Regions from separate parts of the Mus musculus genome. Here region 2 is linked to region 1. Evidence: chromatin contacts called from public Hi-C data. All regions are on one chromosome and are shown on one strand. Each heading gives the region's core, a stretch centred on a gene start, on an enhancer-like site or on the middle of the called end of the contact. The rest is flanking DNA. Distances are from core to core; before and after follow the strand shown. Region 1 holds the start of Tfeb (transcription factor EB). Region 2 holds the start of Treml4 (triggering receptor expressed on myeloid cells-like 4).

What was found. Hi-C and Micro-C count contacts between places; a contact is called where the count stands out from the background.
Region 2: a contact with region 1 is called in a Hi-C map of the HPC-7 cell line, with 2.2 times the contacts expected there. The contact joins the promoter of Treml4 here to the promoter of Tfeb in region 1. A contact is called at or near these places in 1 of 15 datasets of contacts at CTCF or cohesin (large pre-B cells), 2 of 484 Hi-C or Micro-C datasets (the HPC-7 cell line and embryonic stem cells) and 1 of 115 datasets of contacts at active chromatin or transcription factors (astrocytes).

What each region holds. Positions count from the first base shown.
Region 1 is chr17:47,783,960-47,788,203 of GRCm38.p6, forward strand. It overlaps Tfeb (transcription factor EB), which reads left to right and starts at 1,785. Exons shown (of 8, transcript NM_011549.3): 1 at 1,785-2,237; 2 at 2,319-2,573; 3 at 2,972-3,052; 4 at 4,067-4,187. The coding sequence starts at 1,851.
Region 2 is chr17:48,262,236-48,266,479 of GRCm38.p6, forward strand. Treml4 (triggering receptor expressed on myeloid cells-like 4) reads left to right here and starts at 2,060. Exons shown (of 6, transcript NM_172623.2): 1 at 2,060-2,205; 2 at 2,397-2,750. The coding sequence starts at 2,145. The region is part of intron 1 of Gm52308 (a long non-coding RNA gene); the gene reads right to left.

The sequences.
Region 1 (4,244 bases), core at 535-3,034:
CCCTTCACTGGGCAGAGCATGAGAGAAGATGCAGTGCTGGCCTCTGCATGCAGCAGGACACACAGGACAGTGGGTAGTCTCACTCTATTACAGAGCTGCTTAGATAGTGGCTGGAGTCTTGATTGCAGATATGGGACCTAGGCTCCACTCCTGGTTCTGGATCAACCAGTTTCCCAACTGGGAACAACTCTGCCCCCCAGGCTTCCCCTTCCCAGCATGGGGTAGACCAGATGTCCCAGCCCCCAGGCCTCCCTTCCCCAGCATGGGGTAGACCAGATACCTGGGGTGGGGTCCTAGCTTTGTCCTGCACTGTGCCTCTGATTTCCCTTCTTTATGAAAGACTGTGGTTTGTAATTAAGCAAGGGCCTCCAAACAGGGCTGATGGAGGCCTTGGATGCCGGGTTTGAAGACGCTAGCTAGATTGTACCAGTCTCATGTACTCAGACTGCCAGGCACTGCACAAAGCTGCCAGTTTTTACTAAATGCAGAGGAAGATAAACTGAGGCTCCAGGATTATAGCTTGACCAAGGTCACATAACAAAGAATCAGCGAGCGCTCTGCTCCACCAGCCCTTTGGGGAAGCCGTTGCTCAATCATGAAGTCATGCCTTGCCAAATCCCTCTAGTCCCTAACTGTACTGTCATGGTCTCAGATACGGCCAGACCAGTGCCTATCAGTCTTGGGCTGTCCCTGAGAAGTCACTGGGTTCTGCTCTTTCCTTTGTGGCCTAGAGAGGGGAAGGGACTTGGTTACTGTCACTCATTGAGCTAGAGACAGAGCGAGCATGCCGAGTTGCCTGCCCCCCTTCAGCCTTGGTTGGGGCCTCAGCCACACCTTCCCACAGTGGGTCAAGCTCTGAGCTCCGAGCAGTGAGGAGCCCTGAGGTGGTGATTCTCTGCCTGTGGGTCTTCCTTTCTCTCGCCGACTTTGGGCGCCAGGAGCCAGGGACGGGGTACATCTCCAGTGCCTGGTTCATGGATAATATCCATTCTCATTTGCTTCATGCAATGGCTTCTTTCTGTCTCCCATGACCCAACGGCTAGAGGCCGAAGGTCTAGCAGTAAACAAACAGATGAAATGTGTCCCCTCAGGGGACTTGCATTCCTAGTAAGGGACAGACATGGAATAACAATAACAAACGTAATAAGAAGCAAAAAAAAAAAATATGTTCTGTCCTAGATGGTGGCATCTGATATAGAGAAGCAAGGTGGTGGTGGTATGCCATTTTAGCACAGTGGTCCTGAAATGGCACTCTGAGGTGACATTAGAGTCTCTCGGAGGAGGTGAAGAAGTGAGCCTTGATGGTATCTGTGTAAAGAACATTCCAGGTGGAGGCAACAGCAAGTGCAAAGGTGGGGGGGGGGGACGGTGGGGGGCGGAGAAAGCATGCCTGGAGTGTTTGAAGGATAGTTTAAGGCTGGGGGTGTGGCTGGAGCAGGGAGAACAAGGGAGAGAAGCATGTGTTGGGGGCGGGAAGTCTATGGGGGACCATGAGGGTGCAGCAGATTACAGAGGACCATTTAGGCTGGGTTTAAGGATTTAGGCTTTTGTTCCGATGAACTGGGAGCTATGGAGAGTTGGGAGCAGACAGCAGGGCAGGAACTAACAGGATGATGGAGCTACTGTGAGCAGATGGTGGGGGAGGAGCACGGAGGAGCATCTGGAGGCTCCTCAGGCCCTGAGGAGGCGTGGTGCAGGCTGGCCTGGGGAGGGGCGGGAGAGGGGGCCGGAGCTGAGGCCAGGTATGAAATACTCAGGATGTGGATGTGACAGCGAGGGGTCAGGTGGACTCCTGCAGTCACTGAAGGACAGTGTTCACCTCTGGTCTAGAACTCAGGGAACTTGGGTTCATGGCTCAGCTCGCTCAGTGGTCTTGGGCAAATCCCTTCTGCCCGGACTCAGTTTCTCCTTGTGCACAATGGGAGCAACCATACTTATGCCAGCCTGTGCTTAAAGACTACGAAGATGATGAATACTTCATGGGCCTGTCTCCCCTCGACTACAGGGAGCCCGAACCAACAGCTGCCATGGCGTCACGCATCGGGCTGCGCATGCAGCTCATGCGGGAGCAGGCCCAGCAGGAGGAGCAGCGAGAGCGCATGCAGCAGCAGGCTGTCATGCATTATATGCAACAGCAGCAGCAGCAGCAGCAGCAGCTGGGTGGGCCCCCCACCCCAGCCATCAACACCCCTGTCCACTTCCAGTCGCCCCCGCCTGTGCCCGGGGAGGTGCTGAAGGTAAGGCCCCTGCCTCTCCCATCCCTGCTCCCTGTAGAGGAGTCCCTGCCCCCTCCACAGCTGTGCCTTCCCCCTCCCCAGGTGCAGTCCTACCTGGAGAACCCCACCTCCTACCACCTGCAACAGTCCCAGCATCAGAAGGTTCGGGAGTATCTGTCTGAGACCTATGGGAACAAGTTTGCTGCCCACGTGAGCCCAGCCCAAGGTTCCCCGAAGCCTGCCCCAGCAGCATCCCCAGGGGTGCGGGCTGGACACGTACTGTCCACCTCGGCCGGCAACAGTGCTCCCAACAGTCCCATGGCCATGCTACATATCAGCTCCAACCCCGAGAAAGAGGTGAGCGGGGTGGGGGGGGTGGGGGTAGGGGTTCCGGCTTGGTGTCAGTTGTTTGGAAATAGTCTGGCCCTCATGGCAGACCTGGGGGTGTTTCTTTATGGGCCTCTAGCCTGAGGGAGACACAGCCGCCCTAGTCTGAAGAGAGTTGCTATCTTCTTGCAACTCTGCTGGGGACAGGGCAGACTCACAGAAGTGCTTTCCCAGCCCGGGAAGGTGTGTCAAGAACTCCCTGTCAAGGGATTCCTGGGGACAAGCCTCAGGCTCGGCTGTAGGACGCTCCTCTTGTCATTTCCTCCTCCTCCAGATGAGCAGGTTGGGTGAGGTGGCAGGGGGGCAGCTGCCCCTCTCTAGGTGGGCCGACCCCAGATGGAAACGACATGGACGTTTCTCTCTTCTAGTTTGATGATGTCATTGACAACATTATGCGCCTGGACAGCGTGCTGGGCTACATCAACCCTGAGATGCAGATGCCTAACACGGTACTTTTCGGGCTGGACGGGAGGGGGACGGCACACACAGTGGCTCCCTGGCTGGGGTGAGCTCTCAGGGCAGAGCTGGTGTCTCTGTGGAGGCAACAGTCATCTCCATTGAATACTGTGACAGGGATTCAGGGTGCAAGTAGAACTGAGTCAAGGCATACTGGGGATGCTTGGGAGACAGAGCTGGGCAGAGGCAGGCGCATTTCTGTGACCACAGGACCCTTCCACAGGAAGTCTCGTCTGCCTGATTATTCTCTGGGTCTCATTGGCTTGGTTGGGGAGGGGAGGCATAGGTAGGTAGCAGATGAGCCAGGTTTGGAATCAGGAAACCTGAGGTTTGTCATGACCTTGGGAAGTCCCGCCACGATTTTGACCTCCCCCTCCCCCACTCAGTTGTAAAAAGGGGGGTGATACTATCTACCCAGAGGGTCATAGGAAGATTAGAAGGGACAAAAAGAGGGAGGGGTTGGAGAGATGGCTCAGTGGATAACAGGTAAGATTGCTTTCAGAGGACCTCAGTTTGGTTCCTCAAACCCATGCTCGCCAAGAGAGAGCCAGGAGGAGGCAGGCAGTTTTCAGCCCCTTCTGCCCTGGTGACACTGCCAGGGGGCTGCTCAGGAATCAGTGGCTCCTATCTATGCAGTGGCTGTCTAGGCCAGTGGCCGGCTCTTGCCTGGGCTCTGTGGTAGGTAGGACCCGGCAGACCTTGCTCCTGCCTGTTGAATTCCATACTCTGGGAACCTTGCAGAGAAACTCCAAGGCTGATTGAGCCCCTCCCTAGGACTTGTACAAAAAAGAGCCGGATCCCTCGGGTTCCTCCTGTCCTCGCCCTGGCCGGGGGCTACCGAGGGCAGGGCTGTGAGGATCTGCTCTTTTCTCTGTGGAGGGAGCCCTGCACATTGCATCCTGGGGAAGGGGCTCAGGGGTGACTTTCCTGTTGCCCAGAGCAGCTGCTCTGGGACCATGGGTCCAGGTGAGGACTCACCAGGCGCTTCTCTGCCCCTTCCCTCACAGCTGCCCCTGTCTAGCAGCCACCTGAACGTGTACAGCGGTGACCCCCAGGTCACAGCCTCCATGGTGGGTGTCACCAGCAGCTCCTGCCCTGCCGACCTGACTCAGAAGCGAGAGCTAACAGGTACTCTGCCCTGTACCTTTGGGGTTTCCTCTCTTCCCTTTTTCTTCTCTCCCTTCT
Region 2 (4,244 bases), core at 810-3,309, 480 kb after region 1:
TCAATCTAACAGCTGTCCAATGGGTGCATGATGACTGCCTAGGCGGGGGACTCTGGATTATGGGAAATGGAGAGAGTGAGCTGAACGCGAGGAGACATGCATTCATTGTTCTCTGCTTCTTGACTGTGGCTGCGATGTGCCAAGCTGCTTCAAGTTCTTGCTACTTTAACTTCCCCAGTTCAACAGGCTATGTTCTCAAACTCTGAGCCCAAATCAGGGCTTTCTTCTTGAAGTTGCTTTTGTTAGTGCATTTTATTATAGAAATGAAAGGAAGCTAAAAACAAAAACAAACAGACAAAAAAACCTTCCCTCCCAGCCTTTCCCCATGCACAGATCTTCCCTTTACAGCACTGTCCCTACAGAACAGTGTGCATTTGCTACACTGGGTAAACTCACACTGACATGGCACCATCAGCTCAGACTAGCTTCTTTGGGATCTGCTGTTGGTGTCTTGCACTCTCTGGATACTGACAAATGTATAATGACGCATCTCAATGTTCTCCATGAAGAAGAAAGTATTTTCCTAAATATCTTGTGTAGTGTAAGACTTGTTTTTACTTATGAATAAGTGTATGTATCTTTGTGTGGATTTGTTCATATGGATGCCCGAGGAGGCCAGAAGAGAGCGTCAGATCCCCTGGAACTGCGGTAAGAGGTGGTTGTTAGCCCCCCTGACATGGTTGTCAGGAGCTGAACCCTGGCCCTCTCCAAAAGCAACACATGCTTTTTCTTAACTGCTTCAGTCTCTTGTGTGACGACGTTAGAAAAAATAAAATTTGATTCCAATACTTCGGTTCAGTAATTCAGGGAAGATAAGATTGAGTTTATAACTAAAGCTTTGGCTGGGGATGTAGCTTGGTGGAATGGCGAGCTGTTTTCTTACTAGCATGTACAAGGCTCTAGGTTTGATTTCCAGCTCTGCAAACCAACTCAAACAAATGACGTTTATATCCCACACTTCTGGTTCCCTCATAAGTACAAGGCAGGGCCATTAGATTTTTTTATTCTTTGCTTTGCCATCCATCAACTGCTACATAGGAGGTCCCTAGAGTCCCTGGGAGTGGAGCAGATGCATGAAGACCAATAAGAATTTAGGTGTTCTGATAGCCAGTGGTATCCCAGCTGCTACTGTGGGCTCGCCAGTGAAAGACTGAGGTTCCCTTGATGTGGTGTGCATATACCTTCCCTAACTGGTTGCTACTGATTGTTGACTCCACTTTCAGTCTCTCAGATCTTGACAGTTTGTGGGACCGTGAAAGGCAGCCTGTTTTCTGGTCGAGCTAGGTTTAAACCCTGGAGACCCAGCCTGGGTCACCCTTTCTTCCACACAGTTTTGCAGGTGAGATGTTAATGAGAGATAATTTTTCTCATAGGTTTCACTCTCCCACTCACATGTCCTTTAACATGGTCATGAATTCCCTTGCTTCCTTTCTCACCCTTAAGAGGTCCCTCCCTCTTGACTTCCCTTCTGACAATTCTTTCTCATTGTTCTCTACCTCCCAGTAGCCCCACTTCCCCCTTTCCAAGGGACCATCCTTACACTCTGGCATTGGAGTCTGGTGGCTTACAAACCTTCCAGGATGACAACATACTGGAGGTGAGGGCCCTGACTTATCTTAGTGATGGGGATTCCCAGGACTCTGGGCACACCTCTAGGGACCTTTGACCTTTCTCAGGGAAAAAGAAAAGAGGAACAGGCCTCTTACTTCTCATATTGTTTTCTACAATGTTCTTTTTTTTTTTTTTTGTAGCAATAATGGAGGAGTGTGATTGGTGGGTGGTGTGGAATGGCTGAGATGGGACACGGATGAGCAGGGGTGAAGAGTGAGGGCCAGAGATGGACCCTGCAGTTAGGAGTCCCCAGTCCAGGCCTGTCCACTGTTCCTCTCATGTGTCCACAGAACCTATCTACCTAGGTCAACCACGAGATGGACCCTGCAGTTAGGAGTCCCCAGTCCAGGCCTGGCCACTGTTCCTCTTATGGGTCCATAAGCCCGCCTTCCCAGACTGGCTACTTCCCCAATCAAAGCTCTGATCTTCCTTGGTTCTTACATCTCACAGATGATGAGACTTAGGGGAAGACTTGCCTAGTTCAGAGGTCTCCTCCTTTTCTCCTCTCCTCTACTGACAGAATCTGGACTGGTATGGCCTGGAGGTACTCACAACTGCTCCTGGTCCCTGTGCAGCTGGTGTTCCTGGCCTCAGGTGAGATGATTCCCTGTACAAGGGTTTGAGAGGTGGGATAGATAAAAGGACAAGGAACCAGGCTGACCCTGTGACCAGGGCTGGCTTTGGGGCCATGTTGTGCGTCTGAGTGTTGGAAGTCATTGCCTCTTGGCTTCCCTAGCCCCAGAAACGAATGCATACAGCTAGAGCTCTGACCTCTGACCTGACAGTTTGTTGTCCAGGTGTCTGGGGGTCCACAGTATCTGAAGAGCTTCATAGAATGGTAGGACAGAGCCTCTCCGTGCAGTGCCAATACAAGCCTAAGGAGGAGTCCTATGTGCTGAAAACGTGGTGTCGGCAAACAGCCCCAAGTAAATGTACGAGAGTGGTCACTACCTCTGAGCCTCGGAAAGCAGCCAGGGAATTACAGCACACAATCTGGGATGATCCTGAAGCTGGCTTCTTCAACATCACCATGACTCAACTAACAGAGGATGACTCAGCGTTCTACTGGTGTGGTCCATATTATCCTTCCCTCAGAGAAGTAACTGTTCTCAGAAACATCAGCCTGGTGGTGTCGCCAGGTAAGGCCTTTCTTGGGGATACAACCCTCTTCTACAGACCAAGCACAATACATATCCCTGATCCCTTCTCTTTGTGACCCCCTAATTTTGACACCTGATCTGACTGAGGAGAGACAGTTTCCCATCTCGGTCATGCTTGGCTCCTCATTGAGAAAGAATGTTTAGGTTTCATGGGGTAGGCACTTGGAGTCTCTCTCTGACTCTTAGTTAGTTTACACTAGCATTGTGTAACTTTAATCCTAACATTTGGGAGGCAGAGACAGGTGGATCTGAGTTTGAGGCCAGCCTAGTCTAAATAGTGAGGTCCAGGCCAGCCAGAGCTACATAGTGGGACTCTGTCTCAAAAAAAAAGTTGAAATGTTTTTATTTTAAATTATGTGCACTCATGGGCACATGCCACATGTGTGCCAGTGCCCATGGAAACCAGCGACTAGGAGCCTCTTGCAGCTAGAGTCATAAGTTGCTGTGAACCACTCAATGTGGATGCTTGGAACCAAACTCAGATTCTCTGCAAGAATCTGTGTTCTCAATGGCTGAGCTATCTCTTCAGCCCTCCTACTTGCTTTCTTACTTAGGCAGACCTGAGTTACAAATTTCTACTGGCACAAGGGCCCCTGAGGTCTTCCTTACCAGGGGCCAACCCTGGCATGGTCCTCTTTTTTTGTTCTCGCTTCTCCTTGAGTCAGCAGAGGGGGAAAAGGATTGGCATAGGGTAAGACTTTTGTCTTGCGAGATACTTAGAGTTGTTGTATAATAATAAAAAGTTGACTTGTCTAAGTCTAAGTTACTTTGCTACTGTAGCTGACCTGACTTTTGTGTCCTCAGAGGCTAGAAACTGCAGTCTCGGGCATTTAGCACCTCATCCTAAAACAGCAGGAGATTAAGTAAAGGGTTAATTGCAAGAGATGTTTTCCCTTTTTCTAGATGCCCCTCATTTGTCAGGCTAGGGGAAGTTTGGAGCAATAAACTTACTTCTATTGAACCAGGAGAAGAAAATCATGTTCATGGAAGGAAAAAACTTTTACATAAGCAAATATGCATAAACTCACATAAATACAAACACAGATTCCCACATGCACATTTATACATTTCCATTCAAACCATTTGGGTCCAAGTTTCATACATTCTCACAGTTACACACACACACACACACACACACACACACACACACCCATGCTTACATATGCATTTGGAGCAAAAGAGCAAGCAACCGTGCAGAAAGAATTCACTCACTCTGGATGAAAAATGAGCTCCAATCTTTATTGCATAGAGAAAGAAAAAGCTCTTACCCTTTCAGTGCTAAATGAATTAAACCCAGGTTTTAAAGAAGGAAGCTTTGTTCCTTTTAATAAGACTAAGCCTGCCTTGTTCTTAAGAAAGGACCTGTTTTGTCCCATGGTAAGGAGAAGGCTGCCTGTTCCTTCTGCTCTCTCGGCAGCTCTTTCTTCTTTCCCTGTTTTCTTCTGCATTCTGCACATTGCTCTCTTAATTTAT